Regions from separate parts of the Oryctolagus cuniculus genome. Here region 1 is linked to region 2. A link is a contact called in public Micro-C data. All regions are on one chromosome and are shown on one strand. Each heading gives the region's core, a stretch centred on a gene start, on an enhancer-like site or on the middle of the called end of the contact. The rest is flanking DNA. Distances are from core to core; before and after follow the strand shown.

The links. Hi-C and Micro-C count contacts between places; a contact is called where the count stands out from the background.
Region 1: a contact with region 2 is called in a Micro-C map of ear pinna, with 2.9 times the contacts expected there. The contact joins the promoter of LOC100342463 here to the promoter of MTFR1L in region 2. A contact is called at or near these places in 2 of 6 Hi-C or Micro-C datasets (ear pinna and an unstated tissue).

What each region holds. Positions count from the first base shown.
Region 1 is chr7:145,936,257-145,938,956 of mOryCun1.1, forward strand. It overlaps LOC100342463 (RH-like protein), which reads left to right and starts at 1,418. Exons shown (of 10, transcript XM_051856661.2): 1 at 1,418-1,540.
Region 2 is chr7:145,595,882-145,598,581 of mOryCun1.1, forward strand. MTFR1L (mitochondrial fission regulator 1 like) reads right to left here and starts at 1,400. Exons shown (of 7, transcript XM_017346584.3): 1 at 1,262-1,400.

The DNA of each region.
Region 1 (2,700 bases), core at 168-2,667, 340 kb after region 2:
GGCGGCCAATCGCAGGAGGCGCGGGGCGGGGCCGCCGCGGTTCCCGCCCCCGGGCGCTGCGTCACGGGGGGCGTGGCCGTGGGGCGCGCGACGTCGCGCGAGGCCGCCGGGCTGTGCGGGGCGGCGCGGCCGGGGCTTCCACGTCCGCAGGCCGCGTTGGGTCCGCGGGACCTGTGAGGGCGCCGCCGCCGCCGCCGTCGCCGCGCCTCGTCACTGGGGGCGTGCCCGCCCCGGGGCGGGGACCGGAGCCTTGGCTGGGCTCCTGTGAGGCCGCGGCGCCGGGCCGGCGACCCTCCACCCGTAGTAGCGCTGTGCTGGGCGACTGGCGTCTCTCCCCGTTAACGCCCCTGCCATGCACGGACGGCGGAGCAACCATCAGAAAGGACCGCCAGGATTCTTGGCAGAGGGAGCTGGGGACATGCCGCCTAGGAGCCGGAGAGCCTCGCAGCCTCCGCACGACTGCTGCTGGCGTCCCGTTGCGTTGCCCTTCCTCGCACTTCCCCCACGGATGACATTACTGTACCACAGGGAACAGGGGCCGAATGGCTGTGAAGTCCCGCCTCCTGTTCTCCGGCGTACACAGCGTCTTTCCACGGTTTTGCCCCGTCCGTCACTGCAGGGCATCCCAGCACGTGGCTTGACCAGATTTCCAGCGGGGGGGGGGGGGGGGGGGGCAGTTCATTTTCCAGGGCATTTTTCAAACTTCCTGGGGAGTAGATGGACGCGGTGGACCTCTTTCCCTTATGGTCACCCCCGTATCAGCACCCACCCCGGAAGGAACCCGAATCCCAGCTGTTCCTTTCTGCTCCTTACAAACCTTCAAAGGTGGCCCAGTGCCTGGAATAGAAAGCACATTCTCTTTAGTGCCGAGTCCAGAGCCGGTCGGGTGCGGCCCTACCCTCCTCTTCCAGTGCCCCAGGCCTGCTCACTGTCCTTAAATCCCCTGCAGCTGTGTCTCCCTCCTTCCTGCCTTTGTCTCTGCGGGTGCTGTGTCTAGCATGGGGTGTCCTGGCTGAGGTGCAGCCATCCGCCTGGACCAAAAGGTCCTTGGGAACCGCATCCATTGCCTGTGGAGATGCGTTGTAGAAAGATGGCAAGAGTCCTGCTTTTTGAGACCGGGGTTGAAATTCCAGCTTGGCCACTGAACTAGATCGGGCAAGTTCCTGAGTCTCTCAGAGCCTCCCCCCCACACACACCCCGCCCCGCCCCGGGTTGATTTGAAGGCTTGGAAGGTAATGAGCTTCCTGAGCCAGGTGTACAGTAGCTAACAGTAAGTAACTGCTGTTCACGCTGGGCCTGTTTCTTGGCCCTCGCTTCTACTCTGCTACGTTGGTAGGGTAATGTTGGGTAGTCAAGAATAGCAAACTCTGCAAGCTTGGAGCTGCACCAAGGCCAGCCCATCCCTGGGAAAGGATACGGGCAGAATGCTCTGCTCGGAGCAGCAGGAAGGCACAGCTGCTGCCGAGTCACACTGGCTCCTGGAGGAAGACGCAGGAGGGGCCCGAGTTATCCGGAGGCCTGGATGCGCTAGGGAGGACAGGTACGTGGTAAGGTTCTGGCTCCAGACCCTGTGGGGACCCCAGTCCTGCGTATCCCTCATGCGCATAACTGCAAGGGCCAGAGTGGCTGAGACCCCCGCCCCCGCCTCCGTGGTGTCTCCCACTCCCTGCCATGCCCCTGCTGTCCAGGTCAGGGCCCTGGCACCCTGTGGAATGGAGAGGTGAGTGATCCAGAGGACAGGTGAGCAAGGCGCTGGGGACCTGTGCCAGACTGCTGAAGCTCCGGGTCTAGCCTGTCATCAGATAAGAGCTTGACAGGGCTGAGGCGTGGAATGGCCCGGAGCGGTCGGAGGGCTGGGTGCTGGGAGCAGAGGAAGTGCAGTCTGAGTGAGGCCCGGAGAAGGAGCCGTCCGATCCCGACACCAACCCACGGTGTCCCCGGTGGGATCACCTGCCTCCCCCGGGTCTAGATCAACTCTGGAGATGATCCTAGCCCCGTGTTCCCGCTCAAACAGGTCACATTGGCTCCACTTTATAGATGAGAAAACTGAGGTTCAGAGAAAACAAAGCCACACAGTCGGCAGAGTATAGCAAATGAGCCCAGGCGTGAGCTGAGCAAGTTCAAGCCTCGAGGCTCAGGCGCGTGCTGTGGATGTTAGGGGTGTTGATCGGGCGCTTGTCTGGGCATGGCCTTCTTGCCAGGAGCCCAAGAACAGGCCAGAGTGCAACTGCCCTTCTCCATGGCCCTCTATTCCCCTCCCACAGTCCCAGCTGCCTTTTCCCTACGCAGCCTGGCCAAGCCCTTTGGGCTGCAGCCAAGCACCAGCCTCTCCCTGCTCAGCCCCGCCGTGGCCCTCGGGGATTCTAAGGGGGAAGAGGAGAGCCCCCTGCTCCCCATCCTGCCACTCCAGTCAGGAGGCGGCGGAGACCTGCACTGGCCATTCTACAGACGAGTAAGACGAGGAAGGGAAGTAAGTAGCTCTCCTTCAAAAGGCCAGGGCCCAGACAGGAACTGAGGCTTGTCCCCCGCTCCTGGGACTTTCTGATGAGCCAGGGGTTGGGATTGACACTTGGGCTTCAGCTCAACTCAGCAGCCTGGAGGGAGATCACCACATCCTGTTCTCCAAATAAGGAAATGTGGGTTCCACCTCGGTCCGCAGCTTCAGTTCCCTCAATCGCAGGAGGGCTTTGTTCCTGGCCT
Region 2 (2,700 bases), core at 150-2,649:
GGGTGGAGTATGAGAAGACAACGAGGCAGGCTGGGGGTGAAGTCCTGAGGGCTGGGGACGCCGGGGGAGGTCACTGCGGAGCAGAGACTGGCAAAGCCGCTCTTTTGGCGAGTTCCCCCGGAGGGTCTCCCCCTTGGGAAAGCAGGTGTCGGGGAAGGGAAGCTGGAGGAGGAAGGGCCCCGGGGCTGGCCCGGGTGTCGCTGCCTCCACTCCTCAGTCCAAGCCTTTCATCTGCGCCCCAGTGCCTCTGTCTCAAATCCTTACGGCCACTTCCTCCGGTGGGCCTGATGCAACAGCTGCAGGCATTTTCCCAAACACTTCGGTTCTATGATTAAAACTGGCTGGCTAGAGACGACAAGATAGAACCTGGACCCCAGACTGCCCCGCGAGGCCGGTGCGGGGCGGCCCCCGCGTCACGGCCACACCTCCCGCGCCCTTGCAGGCGACGCCAGCACCCGCTTCTCGGCCCCAGCGTCACCGTCCGTCCTGCCCGGGTCGGGGGCGCCCCAGTTCCCTGCAGCACCGCCGCGAACTGCGGTTCCCGGAGGGGCCGCACGGCATCTGCCGGAACAGACTAAGCGCTCGAACATCCGTGGAGCCGGAGACTGCCAGCTCGGCCTCCAAGCTCCCCGCCCCAAGGGCTGCGGGCTGGCAACACTGCTGGGCCGTCGGCGCTGCTGCGCCCCCACCGCCCCTTCCGAGGCCGCCGTCACGCTCCGTTCACGCGCGTCCCCCCGGGGAGACGGCGCTGCTCCAAGCAGGGCCGTCTCCGCACCCCGGCCCGGGCGCAAACTTCGCGGCGCGCACCGACGGTCGGAGCCCCGCGCGGTGGGTCTCGCCGCCAGGCCCCCACGCAGCTGCGCGGGGAAGCCGCCGCTGGGACCCAGCCAGGACGCGCGTCCCCGCCCCCGCAACACCCCGCCGGCCCGGATCAAGGTCGGCCAGGTCCTCGCCGCCTGCCCAGCAGCCCAGCGCCCCAGCGCCCCACAGGCCCCGTGGCCGGGTCTCCGAAGGGCCGAACCCTCCGGTCGGCCTCGGCTCGGAGGAGTAACTACCCTCTCGGGGACTCGGCTTCCCCGTGCCAAAGGAAGCGGACGGCGGCGGCTCCCGCGAGAAGTCGCGCGGGAACAGGAGCCGCGGGCCCCGCACAGCGCCTGGCGCCGAGACCCCGCCTGCGGCCGGGCCGGAAGGCCGCGCCTCTGTCTCTCCGGCCGCCCTCGGACCCTGCTCACCTCAGACTGTGGCTCCGGGACTCACTCACCTCACGGCCCCTCCTACCTCAGCGAGCAGCCCGGCCTCAACCGCCCCGACTTCCGCTGACCCGCCCCCCCCGGAAGCGATCCTTTGCAGCTGCGCACCGAGCCGCGCCCCCGCGCGCCCTCGGCAGGCGGGCCCAGGGCGGGGGCGGGGATGGGGGCGCGGCCTCTGAGGGGGCGGGGATGGGGGCGCGGCCTATGAGGGGGCGGGGCGGGGCACGCCCCCGTCCGCAGGCAGCGCCTGGAGATCCCCGAGGGTGCTGATTCGTCGCTTCCGGCGCGGGTCGCCGTCGCTTTGTTGCTTTTCACGTTTGTACGCCTTCGACTTCCGGAAGCCGAGGTCTGCCCAGCTCGGCCTTTAAAATATGCGGGGTCTGTTGCCCCCCACCCCGGGCTCTGGCGCTTCCTCTGCGTGGCCCTCGAGTCCGTGGGCCTCCCCCAAGAGAATGGGCTCCCCAGTCTTTGGGGCTTTCTTCTGTCTTAGCCTTTATCTCACCCTTAGACGCACAGCCACATGGCATATATATATGTGTGTGTATGTATATGTATATACATACACACACATATATATTTAAAAGTTTATTTATTTGAAAGGCAGAATGACCCAAAAAAAAAAAAAAAAAAAAAAGTGGGAGGGAAGCTGGTTCACTTCTCAAATGCCCGCAAGAGCCACAGCCCGCCCAGGCGGAAACCAGGAGCCGGAAACTCCGTGTGGGTCCCCCGCGCGGGTGAAAGTGTCCAGGTACTCGGGTATCCTCTGCTGCACACTGGGGGAAGGGGGTCAGAAGCAGCACAGCCCAGCACTATGGGCTGTGGGCAACCCACCCTGCGGCCCAGCCCACTGCACCACTGCACTGGTCCTACAGGCGGCACCTTCCAAAATCGGTTAGGCGGGCCAGACCCCAGAAGCCCTGGCAGAGAGACCCACACTGGTCAGACCAACTCCCTCACTCCTGGTCTCGGTGGCACCTAGTTCCTAGGCCACCGTTTCTTCTCTGACCCCAGCCTAAGGCCGTGCCCGGCTCCTGGGATGCAATCCCTTGGTCCCAATGCCTGAATCCCGTGTGCCCGGGCCGGCTTCATGGGTGAACAGCTTGTGCAGTCCCACAGAGCCCCATTTCCAGAACCGCACACTCAGCTCAGTGCTCTGCAGCTGCCCTCTTGAAATTACTAATGATTTCTACACTGGGGGTCTTGCATTTTCACTTTGCAGAGCCTTGCAGATACAAAGCTGGTCCTGGCCAGACGCCTCAGAGGACATCCGTCTTGGAAGAGTCCAGCTCTTTTTCCAGGACGGCAAATCATGCTTTGTTCCTCCCGGGTCCAAGCCTCATGCCGCCTCTCCTGGGTGTATAATTGTGGCGTCTCACCCGGCTCCCCTTGCAGAAGGAGGACGAAGCCCACCAACCTGGGCGTTTACTCTTCTGCTCCCAGGCCAGTAGCT